4 separate regions of the Sus scrofa genome follow, and all the other regions are linked to region 4. The links are chromatin contacts, called in public HiChIP or PLAC-seq and promoter capture Hi-C maps. All regions are on one chromosome and are shown on one strand. Each heading gives the region's core, a stretch centred on a gene start, on an enhancer-like site or on the middle of the called end of the contact. The rest is flanking DNA. Distances are from core to core; before and after follow the strand shown.

The links. Promoter capture Hi-C pulls out the DNA fragments that hold promoters and counts their contacts. HiChIP or PLAC-seq counts read pairs in DNA pulled down with a chosen protein or histone mark.
Region 1: a contact with region 4 is called in a promoter capture Hi-C map of liver, with 6 times the contacts expected there. The contact joins the promoter of ACTR10 here to the promoter of AP5M1 in region 4. A contact is called at or near these places in 1 of 5 promoter capture datasets (liver) and 1 of 2 datasets of contacts at active chromatin or transcription factors (alveolar macrophages).
Region 2: an H3K27ac HiChIP or PLAC-seq map of alveolar macrophages shows a contact between it and region 4. The contact joins the promoter of PSMA3 here to the promoter of AP5M1 in region 4. A contact is called at or near these places in 1 of 5 promoter capture datasets (liver), 1 of 47 Hi-C or Micro-C datasets (liver) and 1 of 2 datasets of contacts at active chromatin or transcription factors (alveolar macrophages).
Region 3: a contact with region 4 is called in a promoter capture Hi-C map of liver, with 8 times the contacts expected there. The contact joins the promoter of TMEM260 here to the promoter of AP5M1 in region 4. A contact is called at or near these places in 3 of 5 promoter capture datasets (fetal liver, fetal skeletal muscle and liver) and 2 of 2 datasets of contacts at active chromatin or transcription factors (alveolar macrophages and skeletal muscle).

Annotation. Positions count from the first base shown.
Region 1 is chr1:187,306,099-187,308,798 of Sscrofa11.1, forward strand. It overlaps ACTR10 (actin-related protein 10), which reads left to right and starts at 1,385. Exons shown (of 13, transcript XM_003353492.4): 1 at 1,385-1,756. The coding sequence starts at 1,680.
Region 2 is chr1:187,340,801-187,343,500 of Sscrofa11.1, forward strand. It overlaps PSMA3 (proteasome subunit alpha type-3), which reads left to right and starts at 1,431. Exons shown (of 11, transcript XM_001927990.5): 1 at 1,431-2,700.
Region 3 is chr1:185,820,170-185,822,869 of Sscrofa11.1, forward strand. TMEM260 (transmembrane protein 260) reads left to right here and starts at 1,328. Exons shown (of 14, transcript XM_013993447.2): 1 at 1,328-1,628. The coding sequence starts at 1,469. LOC110262235 (a long non-coding RNA gene) reads right to left here and starts at 1,333. Exons shown (of 3, transcript XR_002347053.1): 1 at 998-1,333.
Region 4 is chr1:186,428,721-186,431,420 of Sscrofa11.1, forward strand. AP5M1 (AP-5 complex subunit mu-1) reads left to right here and starts at 1,434. Exons shown (of 8, transcript XM_001927783.5): 1 at 1,434-1,877. The coding sequence starts at 1,804. It overlaps EXOC5 (exocyst complex component 5), which reads right to left and starts at 1,486. Exons shown (of 19, transcript XR_002347074.1): 1 at 1,124-1,486.

The sequences.
Region 1 (2,700 bases), core at 135-2,634, 880 kb after region 4:
CATGGCTTGGATCTGGAGCTACATAGGTCAGCAGCTACAGCTCCAATTGACCCCTAGCCTGAGAACCTCCATATGCTGCCAGTGTGGCCCTAAAATAGCAACAACAACAACAACAACAAAAAGAAAGAAAAAGAAAGAAAAAGAAAGAAAGAAAGAAAGAAAGAAAAGAAAAAGGATGAGTCAAAGCATTATAGTCTCTGTGTTCCCCTTTGTGGATCAGCAGTAAGAACCTGACTAGTATTCATGAGGACTAGGTTTGATCCCTGGCCTCACTCAGTGGGTTAAGGATCTGGCATTGCTGTGAGCTCCCACGTAGGTTGAATTAGTGGCTGGGATCCGGAATTGCTGTGGTTGGTGTAGAGTGGCAGCTGCAGCTCCAATTTCAGCCATAGCACGGGAACTTCCATGTGCTGAGGGTTTGGCCCTAAAAAGACGAAAGAGAAAGAGGAAGAAAAGAAAGAAAAAAATAGAGCTGTGGAATTTCTGTAGTAGCTCAGCAGACATGGCTTGGATCTGGAGCTACACAGGTCAGCAGCTACAGCTCCAATTGACCCCTAGCCTGAGAACCTCCATGTGACTAGTATCCATGAGGAGGCAGGCTAGATCCCTGGCCTTGCTCAGTGGGTTAAGGATCCGGCTGCAGGTGAGTTGTGGTGAAGGCAGGTAATTACAAATCCAATTAGACCCCTAGCCTGGGAACTTCATTGCTGCGGGTGCAGCCCTAAAAAGAAAGAAAGAAAGAGAAAGAGAGATCGACAAAGAGAGAGAGAAAGAAAAAAAAAAAAATAGAGCTGTGAAATGACAGGATGTAAACAATCCTATCAGGGAACTCTTATTTTGTTGTTCAGACTGGCACAGAAAGACAGTTTACTAACTTTTCTCGGGTTACACAGCTACTAGGTTTAGTGTAAAAAAAAGAACCCTTGGTTCATTGTTCCTTCCATTAAACCACCTTGATTGTTCCTCCACAGATTTGTAGATGCTACTTGAACTGCTTTCTTTCACATTAAAATTAATTTTCAGCAAAATGACTACCAAATAAAATTCTGTGTGTGTTATTCCTTAAGGCATCAGCAGTATAGTTTTTGAAATCAGAAAGACTAGGGGTCCAACCTTGGCTTTGCTATGGGAACATTCCTACGGTTCGAACAGGTAAAAAAGTAACACCTATTCTTGGCATTCCTTGCGAAGAATAAATGATAGGCAGAACACTTGGCCTTTACTCCAAGACTGCACGAAACGAAGCTTTTGGGTTGTATCGTCTCTCAGCTGCTGCGGCACTAAAAGGTCTAGAAAAGGTCCACAAGAACGATGGGAAAGACCTCGATCCCGGCGCTACTTGAGGGCGTGTCCGGAGGGAAGGACCCGGAGTTGGCTCCGCCCCATCCCGGGGCGCCCGACGCGCCTGATCGCCTTGGTCCTCTGCATCCCCCACCTCCGGATTAGCGGCCGCCCGCTCGCCTTCCTCCCTAGTCCGAAAACGGGGGCGCCTGAGAGTGTTGAGGACCGACGCGGAGTGAGGCACAGCCTGGGGCATCCCAGCCCGGCGCGCCGCGGCCACGCGAGGCCCCCGCCGTCGCCGCCACCGCCCGTGCACCGTCGCTCCGCCCCGCCCCCCAAGAGCCGAGGCCCGGCGGCCGCCGAGTCCGCGTCCTCTTTGCACCAGCTTGTTTACAACCATGCCGCTCTACGAGGGCCTGGGGAGCGGCGGGGAGAAAACGGCGGTCGTGATAGACCTGGGAGAGGCTTTTACCAAGTGAGTGGCTGTGGCGCCGGCTGCGGTCGTCCTGAGGGGAGGGCGGGTAGCCGAACCCCAGGCCCAGCCCGGGTACTCGAGAGGCGGCTTGCTAGGTCGACACTTCTTCCCCCAGGACCTCCGCAAATGACGCCCCTTTTTACTCTCACTGTGGGCGGTGCGAATCCCTAGGATCCTGTGGGATGGTCAGGTTCTGACTCCTAGAGGCCCTGGAGGCTTCGGGAGAATTGCCTTCGCCGCCCTAGGTCGTCACCCCAAACTGAACAGACCCTTTGGGGTCATTTATGCAGGGGATGACAGCGATGACCTAGACCCGGCTTACCCTGGGCTTATATGCCTAGGAAGGTGGCAGCCGAACTGTAATGCCTGATGACGATCTCCATTATTAAACACGTATTGAGCCGAGCTTTTGTTCATGCTGGAAATTCAAATATGTTTAAGACAGGGCTGTTCCGAGCTTTTGTTCATGCTGGAAATTCAAATATGTTTAAGACAGGGCTGTTGCTTCTGAAGAATAGGAAGTCAAATTAGAGTGGCTCAAGATATAATGAAGTGAAACTGTATAGATAAGACTCTGGAGAGCCTTTATGGCTCTCTCTACCGCTCAACTCTTAGATTAGTAAATTTAACATGTTTTAAGAGACAACTTGTAAACAGTGGAGTAATGGTCTCAACTGTAAGGGTGGCATAGATCCCTTTGACTAGGCAAAACCACAAATACAAAAATCTTAAATGATTTGCATGAAACTTCAGAGATTGATGGACCTTCACAGTGGTTCTTGGACACCAGGTTGAAAGCCCTTGTACTAGGTTCAAGATACAGGCAAGTGACAGCCAGAATTCCATCTTAGATATATCTGAAGTGGAATCATCTGAGAAAATTTTTTATATATCTCTAAATAGTGCCTAATATATAGTATGTAGTTACATAACTATTTGTTGAA
Region 2 (2,700 bases), core at 181-2,680, 910 kb after region 4:
CAGGCTTGAAATATTAATGTAATTATTGACTAACAATTTTTTCTTGCAATTGCAAACTCTGGTTTATTCTGACTATTTTATAACTTGGCAGAATGTAACTGGTAAGTGAATTTGTATTTATCTGCATTTTCAACACATTTATTAAGCACCTACCATGTGTAAAAGCACTGTTATGTATTCTAATAAGTGGAAGTATAAAACAGACTATGATAATCTCAAAAGTTTTATCACCTTTTAAGAATGATATGTGTAAATTACACAGCAATTTTATATGCACTATTTCCAAAAGTAAAGTAATTAAAATAAATGCATTCATACTCATACTTTTTAAATCCGCTAATGAATCAGGCACTAGTCAAGATCCTCAGGCCACACAATTCAATGCATTCTTCTGAGTTACAAGATAAATCAACAATCCAGCCCCCAAGTAAGCAGTTAAACTAACAAGTTCAGAAAGAGCTTCAAATTCTTAATTATTAGTGAATAGACAAAGACCATTAGGCACTCAAATCCTGTTAAAAGTTTAACTGGCTCCCTAAACAAGTTTGGACTGCTTATAATCTACTTTCAGGGTGAACTCTTTTTAACTTCCCTCCGCACTTTCTTGGCCCACAATGGTCTAACTCAGGATCTCGCATGAAAAATTGCAACCAGAATATTTCAGTGAGGATTAGGCAAATTAAACGCTAGTCTTCCAAGAATATCCAAATCCTTTCTTCTATCTATTTGTTTAAGAATAAGAACTAACTTTAATTATGGTGCTTAATTAGCAGGAAGAAGCAATTGAATTTCCTCTTTCTCCTTTACTTTCTAATCCAATTTTTCAGCAAGCCCTACATATCTAAAATCCATCCACATATTTCCACCTCCACTGCCACCACTCTACACACTCTCCATTATGGCTTGACCACAGGACTGCAATAGCTTTCCAACTATTCTCTGTGCTTCTATCCTTCCTTGTATTCATCACTCCTCACACAGAGGCAAGAGAGATCATTTAATAACTAAATTAGATCTATCAGTCTGCTTAAAAACCTACTGATAACCTTACAGAAGAAAGCCAGTAACTGTGGAAGGAATGATGGAATTAGAAAATCACCATTTGGCAACCATTATCATAATAATTGATTCAAATAAGAATCACAGGATACTATAACTAGCGGGTGTAAGATTGAGGAGTAGCAGGATATTTACATAGCCTCAAGGTATTTCTTCACAAGGTATTCATTAACTACAAAGAGCAAGATAGAAACTATAGTGGAGAAATCTTAAGTGATCAAAGTTAACATCATCAATAAGGACACAAATGACAGCATGTGCCTCCTAATAGAAATACAAGGTTACTTCTGTGGTATTCCTGACAAAAATGCATCACCTGAATCTAATCATGCAAAAAAAGTCATACAAACCTGAACTTTGGAATACCCTGCAAAGGAAATGGCTTGTATTTTTCAAAAGTGTTAATGCCATGAAACATAAAGAAACATTAAATTATTTTCCAGATTAAAGGAGACTAGAGACATGACAACTGCATGCAGTGTGTTATCTTGTATTTTCTTTTGCTATGAAGAGCATTATTGAGAGATTTGCCAAAATCTAAATAAAGCCTGTAGATTAGAAAAAAGCATTATACATTTTCTGATTTTCATAGTTGTACTGTGGGCATGTAAAATAATGTTCTTTTTTGGGGAAATACACACAGAAGTATTTAGCAGTTAAAAATGCTGATGGTTTTCCATTTAAAATCGGAGATTAAAATCCAAACCACTACAAGATCTGACCCCGTGTCCACCTCTCTGATTTCACTTCCTGTCACTCTCACCACTTAATCACTATGACAGGCCATACTGACCCGACAGTTCCGACAGCCTTGGAACTGGAATTATACTCCCATAACAATCCCAAGTTTCAGTTTAAATATCCCCCTTTTACAAAGTAATTCCCTAATAAATAGGTCTAAAGTTCAAACTTCCATTGTCTCTTTTTTACCACGTGGTGCAACTATTTTGCCTATTTACTCTTTGTTGTCTATTTCCTCCCACTAAATGTAAACTCATTAAGAGGGGAGGTCATGTCTTCTTTACCGTTTAAAGAATTTTTTATTATAGTTTATGTACAAATTCTTAAGTCTTATCAGCAGTGTTTAACTGAATACTGAGTTAAAATAATCTTCAGTCTTATTCTTAATTCTATTAAGTAGTTATATGAAAAAGTACTAATTCTTCTGTAAAACTCCGATCTGAGCTCAAAGCTGATACCCTTAGAGTCCATCTTCCTTCCTGCTTGTGAGGAGGGGTGGATAAAGGGGACGCCATCAAGATAACTGGGTTACAATCAGGACGTCAAGCGTGGAGACGCCTCCTCTACCATTTCCTTTGGCCTTTGGAAGAGTATAAGAACATCTCTCCACTTTGCTTTAAGAAAGAATAGGGAAGAAAAAGCGAAGGAGAAGAGATAACTCCTAGGAAACAGACTGGAGCAGCTTTTCAAGCAATTGGAAGACTCAAAGTCCCCCGACAACCCTCCGGAGAGAAACCGAAGAGGAAGGAATCAGTCCTGCTTAACCCGACCTCCGCTGCTTCTGCACAGGCGCGTTGCCCGCTACGCGCATTCCCCACCCCCTTTCCCCACAATTCTCTGTTCTGTGGGTAAGGATCCAGGAACAAGCCACAGAGAGGAAAACTATTGGTTGGAAGAACA
Region 3 (2,700 bases), core at 78-2,577, 610 kb before region 4:
AAAGGGACAACTGTTACTTTCACCTTATTCTATGGATAGAAGTGAGTCACTAGATTCAGCCCACTCCCCCCCGACCCCACCCCCCATACGGGGAGAGGATCACATAAGGGAGTCAGTACCAGGAGTAGGGGATTATTGGGAGCCATTTTAGAAGCTGCCTACCTGCCCCCCAGGGACCCACGATATAGCCGAGGAAGCATTATGTAAATACCTAAGATGCTGGCATAACGTCTGCCAATCTATGCAGATGTGTATTAGTTACTCTACATTTGCGATTCTGTGTTCCTGTCAGATTGCTTGTAACATGTCCTAGATTGTCAATGATCTTCACTGTATTTTGAGATGCATTCCAGGGAGGCTGCTCTCCTCCCCTCCCCCTCCAGAATAATCCATATAATAATGTACAATCTGAGCTTAAAGATCTTACTAAAGATCTTACCAAGAATGTGCTATGAGGTGGTCTCAAGAGTTCCCATTCCTTTTTTTTTTTTTTTTTTTTTTTTTACTATTTTATGGCCGCTCCGGCGGCATGTGGAGGTTCCCAAACTAGGGGTCTAAGCGGAGTCACAGCTGCTGGTCTATGCCACAGCCACAGCAAAGCCGGATCCTTAACCCACTGAGCAAGACCAGGGATCGAACCTGAAACCTCATGGTTCCTAGTCGGATTCATTAACCACTGCGCCATGATGGGAACTCCCCATTCCTTTTTTGTGTTGCAGCTAACTGGAAAATGCAGTGTCTTGGTTTCATTCCCAGTGTGTGGTCAAAGCTCCACCAAATACACCTCTTCAGTAAAGGAGTTCTTTTTACCATGACATGAATTATTTGTATCACTACAGAAACTCAAGTTTCACATCTCCCTAGTTCTCCTCATGCTACTAAAAAAACCCAAAAAATAAAAACCAACCTAGCTTATTTTAACCTTTGAAAATAACTCAGCGATTGAACAATTAGCATACAGGTTTATAATTACTCGTAGTAAACATATGAGGCTTACACTGCGCACACGGATCCTCAGGCTCACAGTCTGGGGCCCTTAGTGTAGTTCCACCCCACACCGCTGGGGGCAGTCGCGGCCCTTTCGCACGCCCGCTTTGCAACCCCCCTCCCGTCTCTGTCAGCTCCGACCAAGTCACCGGGAAGGGAGGAGGCCATAGAGACGACGACCCTGGGCGAGGCTTGGTTTCCTAAAGGAAGGGTGTCTCCTGTGATGCGCTACTGGGAAGCAAGTTATACTTCTGTAAACCCCGATGCGCCGTGCGCCGCCAGAAGGCTGCCCAGGCCTAGTCCCGCGAGGCTGGGCGGTTTTTGCCCCCCGCGCCGGCGCAGAAAGGTGCGTCCCGCCCACCCGGACCGACCCGGAAGCCGCCGCAGCCGCCGCGCAACGCGCTGGGCTCTCGCCTAGGGGCACAGTGAAGCTCCTAGTCCTGGGGTACCACGCGTCCTCCTTTCTCGGTTCCTCTGACGCATGGGTCTCCATGGAGACGGCGGGGGCCTGGCCGAGGGGCCGGCAGCCCGAGTGGGGCCACGGCGCTCCAGGGGCCTCCGTGGCGGCGTCGCCGTGTTCGCCGCTGTGGCCGCGGTGTTCACCCTCACGCTGCCCCCTTCGGTGCCGGGGGGCGACTCGGGTAAAGTACTCTCTGGGTCGTCCCTCCTGCTCGTCGCTGGTCCGCACTGTCCTCACTAGGTCCGCACCCCTTCATCCACTTGCCCGGGCCCCTGCAGGGCTTTAAGTCCCAGAACCAACTTCTGTTTCCATTCCTGTAACTTTCTTGTAATCCTGGTCTCTAGTTCTCAGGCTTTCAAGCCGGGTATTGTTGGTTTTGCCTGATGGGTACTTTACCAACCTCTCCGTTTCTCTAGATCATTTTTCCTGGACCTGAGTTTTTGTTTTCCATTTCTTTTTAGCCCGCAAATATTACTTGTTGGGTCCTTATCGTGTAACAGATAAAAGGAATAACAGGAGTGGTGAACAGTGTCATGGAGAGTGGCAATATACAAACTGCTGAATAAACCACTACATAGTGAGTAGTGAGAAGTTAATGGAGACAGAAGGAAATGTGGTTGACAGTGGGCTAGGTAATGGCTTCACCAAAATGGCTAGTCGGGAAAGGCCTCTGAGGAGGTGGTATTTTAGTTGAAACCTGATGTTGAAAGGGGACCAAACTTGCAGAATATTTGCTGGAGAATGCTTAAAGGAATGGAAGCCAGTTTCGGCTTAATGCAAGCTGCTCCTATTAAACAGAAAAGCTTGAGTCATCGGCCATTTAAATCATGTGAAAAATAGTTATGTATTTGGGATGAGAGACAAGACGTGGGTTTTGTTTTGCTGCCAAATTCAGTGGCCATCCAATAATGCCTAATAATGATGAGTAGTTTTGTCATAATGGTGCCGTAACTTTGGGTAGTAATCCGAGAAAAACTGAGTGCATTAGTTGCTGAATTACAAGATACTCCAAAATTTAGTGGCTTAAAACAGCAAAAGTTTGTTAGCTCACATTTTCTGTGGATCAGGAATGTGGGTGCAGTTTGAGTGGGTTCCCTAACTCAGGAGGGGAGGTTGCTGACCTCTCAAGGTTCTATTTGGTGGGGATTAGCTTCTAAGCTCCATCCAGTTCTTTGCCACATAGGTTTCTCTGTAAGCTGACCTCTGTCAAGAGAAAGAAGGCAGCTCTGTCTGACAACTCTGATGTTTTGTAA
Region 4 (2,700 bases), core at 184-2,683:
CTCAACAAATGCGTTATGGATCCAAAAGCTGACAGACACCCAAAATATAGTTAACACTAACCAATGAAAAATTGCCAGTTGTTACAGAAACTGTGGCATTCAAATTTTAAGCCAAAAAAGAAAAACAAAACGACAAAACAAAACCTGCTGAATTTGAACGCGGAAAAAAAAAGGATCCAATTTTCACTTCTGGAGATATTCTCTATTGTCGGCTGCAGCCTCCTCAATTATTACTTACACTTTTGTTATTCAATACGAAGCACAAGCACACACAAAAAGGGTCCTTCCTTCCTGTTCCTCCATATCCGTTTTCATTTCTTTCACAAGAGGAGATACCCTATACGTTTCATTGTTTGGTGGTCCCATTACAATTTTTCTATTCTATTTTCTCAAACAGCACAGCTTCTAATATTGGATTTCTCTAAATTGAATTTTAAATTTTAGAGACTGAAAACGGTCCAGGAAACACATTAGGGGGGCGTTAATAGTGCATTTCAATTCCTCAAGACCTGAACCCAAATGTTAATCTTAGTGTTGCCTTCCTTCGGTCGGAAGGATTTAGGAGGTCTTTATTGCCCTAAAAAATACCACAGCCTTTCAAAGGAAGGGTAAACTGGCAGGCCTGTGAGTGCCACTTCTAATACCGGCTAACGGAGTCATTACTCCACCACGAGAAACACCCAATGGTCCCAATCTGAAGGGTGGGTGGCGGGAGCTAGACTATTACGCGGGGATCCTACGGGACAAAATCGGACTCGCCCGACTTGGGTCACGCTCCTCTTCCCGTGCCCTGAGTCAGCCCTTCCCATCCGACTGCCGAGCTCATCATCCTTCGCCCAAACCCGCGAGGCCGCCGTCCAGCAGGGTGGACAAAACCAACCCTCCTGGGTTGGGACTTCGGGCTCGCTCCCCTGCCCACCTCCCCACCCCGACCCCCAGGCCACCCCTCCCCCATTCCACGCTCCGCCCGCGCTGCCACCAGAGCCGCCACCCCACCACTTCGCATTCACACCTTCCTTCCGAGGGCTGCTCCCGGGCAGCGGCGACCGCCTGATCCTCTGCCCACCCACCTCAATGCCTGCACCCCGGGCCTGCGACTCCCTGAGGAGCCGCGGGGACCCACCTCGAAGAGCTCGGCCGTCGTGGCCATGCCGGCCGGCTGAGAGGCTCGTCTCGCAGTGGATGCCGTCTCCTCTTCACATGCTGCGCCTCAGCGGCGCCGGGCACAGGTTCCTGCTCGGGTCGCCAGCTCCGGCTCCCGGCCGCCGCGGACTGCCCTGCTCTGCTCAGAGCCCAGGCGGGGCCGTACTGCGGCCATGAAACGAAGCCGTAGACTCCTGTCAGCGGCCTCCTGGCGCCGCCCGCGCCGCTCCCATTGTCTCCGCCTCGTACGCCGGAAGTGGAGCTGCGCGAGCCCGGGGGGCTGTCGGGAGGGGCCCGGAGGAGGTGAGCAGCGGGCAAGCCGCGGAGGCTCGTCGCGCGGGCGAGTGAGGAACCTTGAACCTTACGGGCCACCGTCCCGGAAGTGGACTAAAGAGGAAGAAAGTACTTGGGTTGCTAGGGATAAATAAGTTTCTGAAGATTTTCACTGCGGAATTGCAGAATTTTGGGGGCGTGTGTTGGCCAGGAGGGACTCAGAGGTTTTAGTCACTTCACCTGAAGGAACTAGTTTCCCTGATGAGCCCGACCTTTTTGTGAATGCGTGAACCTCAGGGCTTTTGGTAAGAGTACGCCTGAGAAAGCCGGTCTGCGCTCTTCCTCCGTGGCCACCTTAGAGATGAACTGATGCCTTAGTGGTTTATCATGGCCCAGCGGGCAGTGTGGCTTATAAGCCACGAACCAGGAACTTCACCATGTGGCACCATCAAATTCTCCAGGTAAATGCAAATCTGAATCCTCAGGCTTGTTGGATCGAATGGATGGATGGTGTAGCATAGTTTTGTGATACTATGTACCCCTGGTCCCACACCAGGGCAAGTTATTTAGCCCCTGTTTCCTCTGTTAAATGGAAATTGTAATACTACTATCTCGTAGTGTTTGTGAGAAGTGAGTTGATGCCTAGCACATTTTAAGTATTATGTATTTTCTAATATTAGTATTACTGTATCTTGACTCCATTTGCATAAGATTGACACGGAGATGACGAAAGGAAACTTACTGACCAGTAAACATGTTTTAGATTTTTTACTTTCATTAATAAAAATTATTCAAGGACATTTTAACCCATTTTGGAAAATCCTTGCTGAGGAGTATCAGACTATTATTTTCATCTTACTATGTTTCATTCCTAGAAATTCTCAAGTAATTTACTTGAAAGTCCCTAGTTGATGGAGAAAATTGAAAAATCACGAAAAATTAAATTGAATTCACTTTTTCTTAAATGATAATCTGGTTCCACTTTTAGAATTTGCCACATTTTATCAAAGTAGCTCTGAAGAGAAATATACAATAACCCCTTGTAAAATGTGGGTGGCAACTGAGAAATCTTTTTCACCTTTTATTCTCTGTTATGGACAGTTCTTTCTTGAAAACATTCATTCTTCCCTCAAAAAAGTTTTGTAGTGAAGTAGCTAGCTCTGAATTGAGATTGAGGCTGATAAAGATGATTGAAAAGTGGTAGACAACATGTATGTGAAAAATTCCTTCTTTGCAACTTAAACAATTGTTACTAAAGGCATCAAGACTTGGAGTTTACCATTT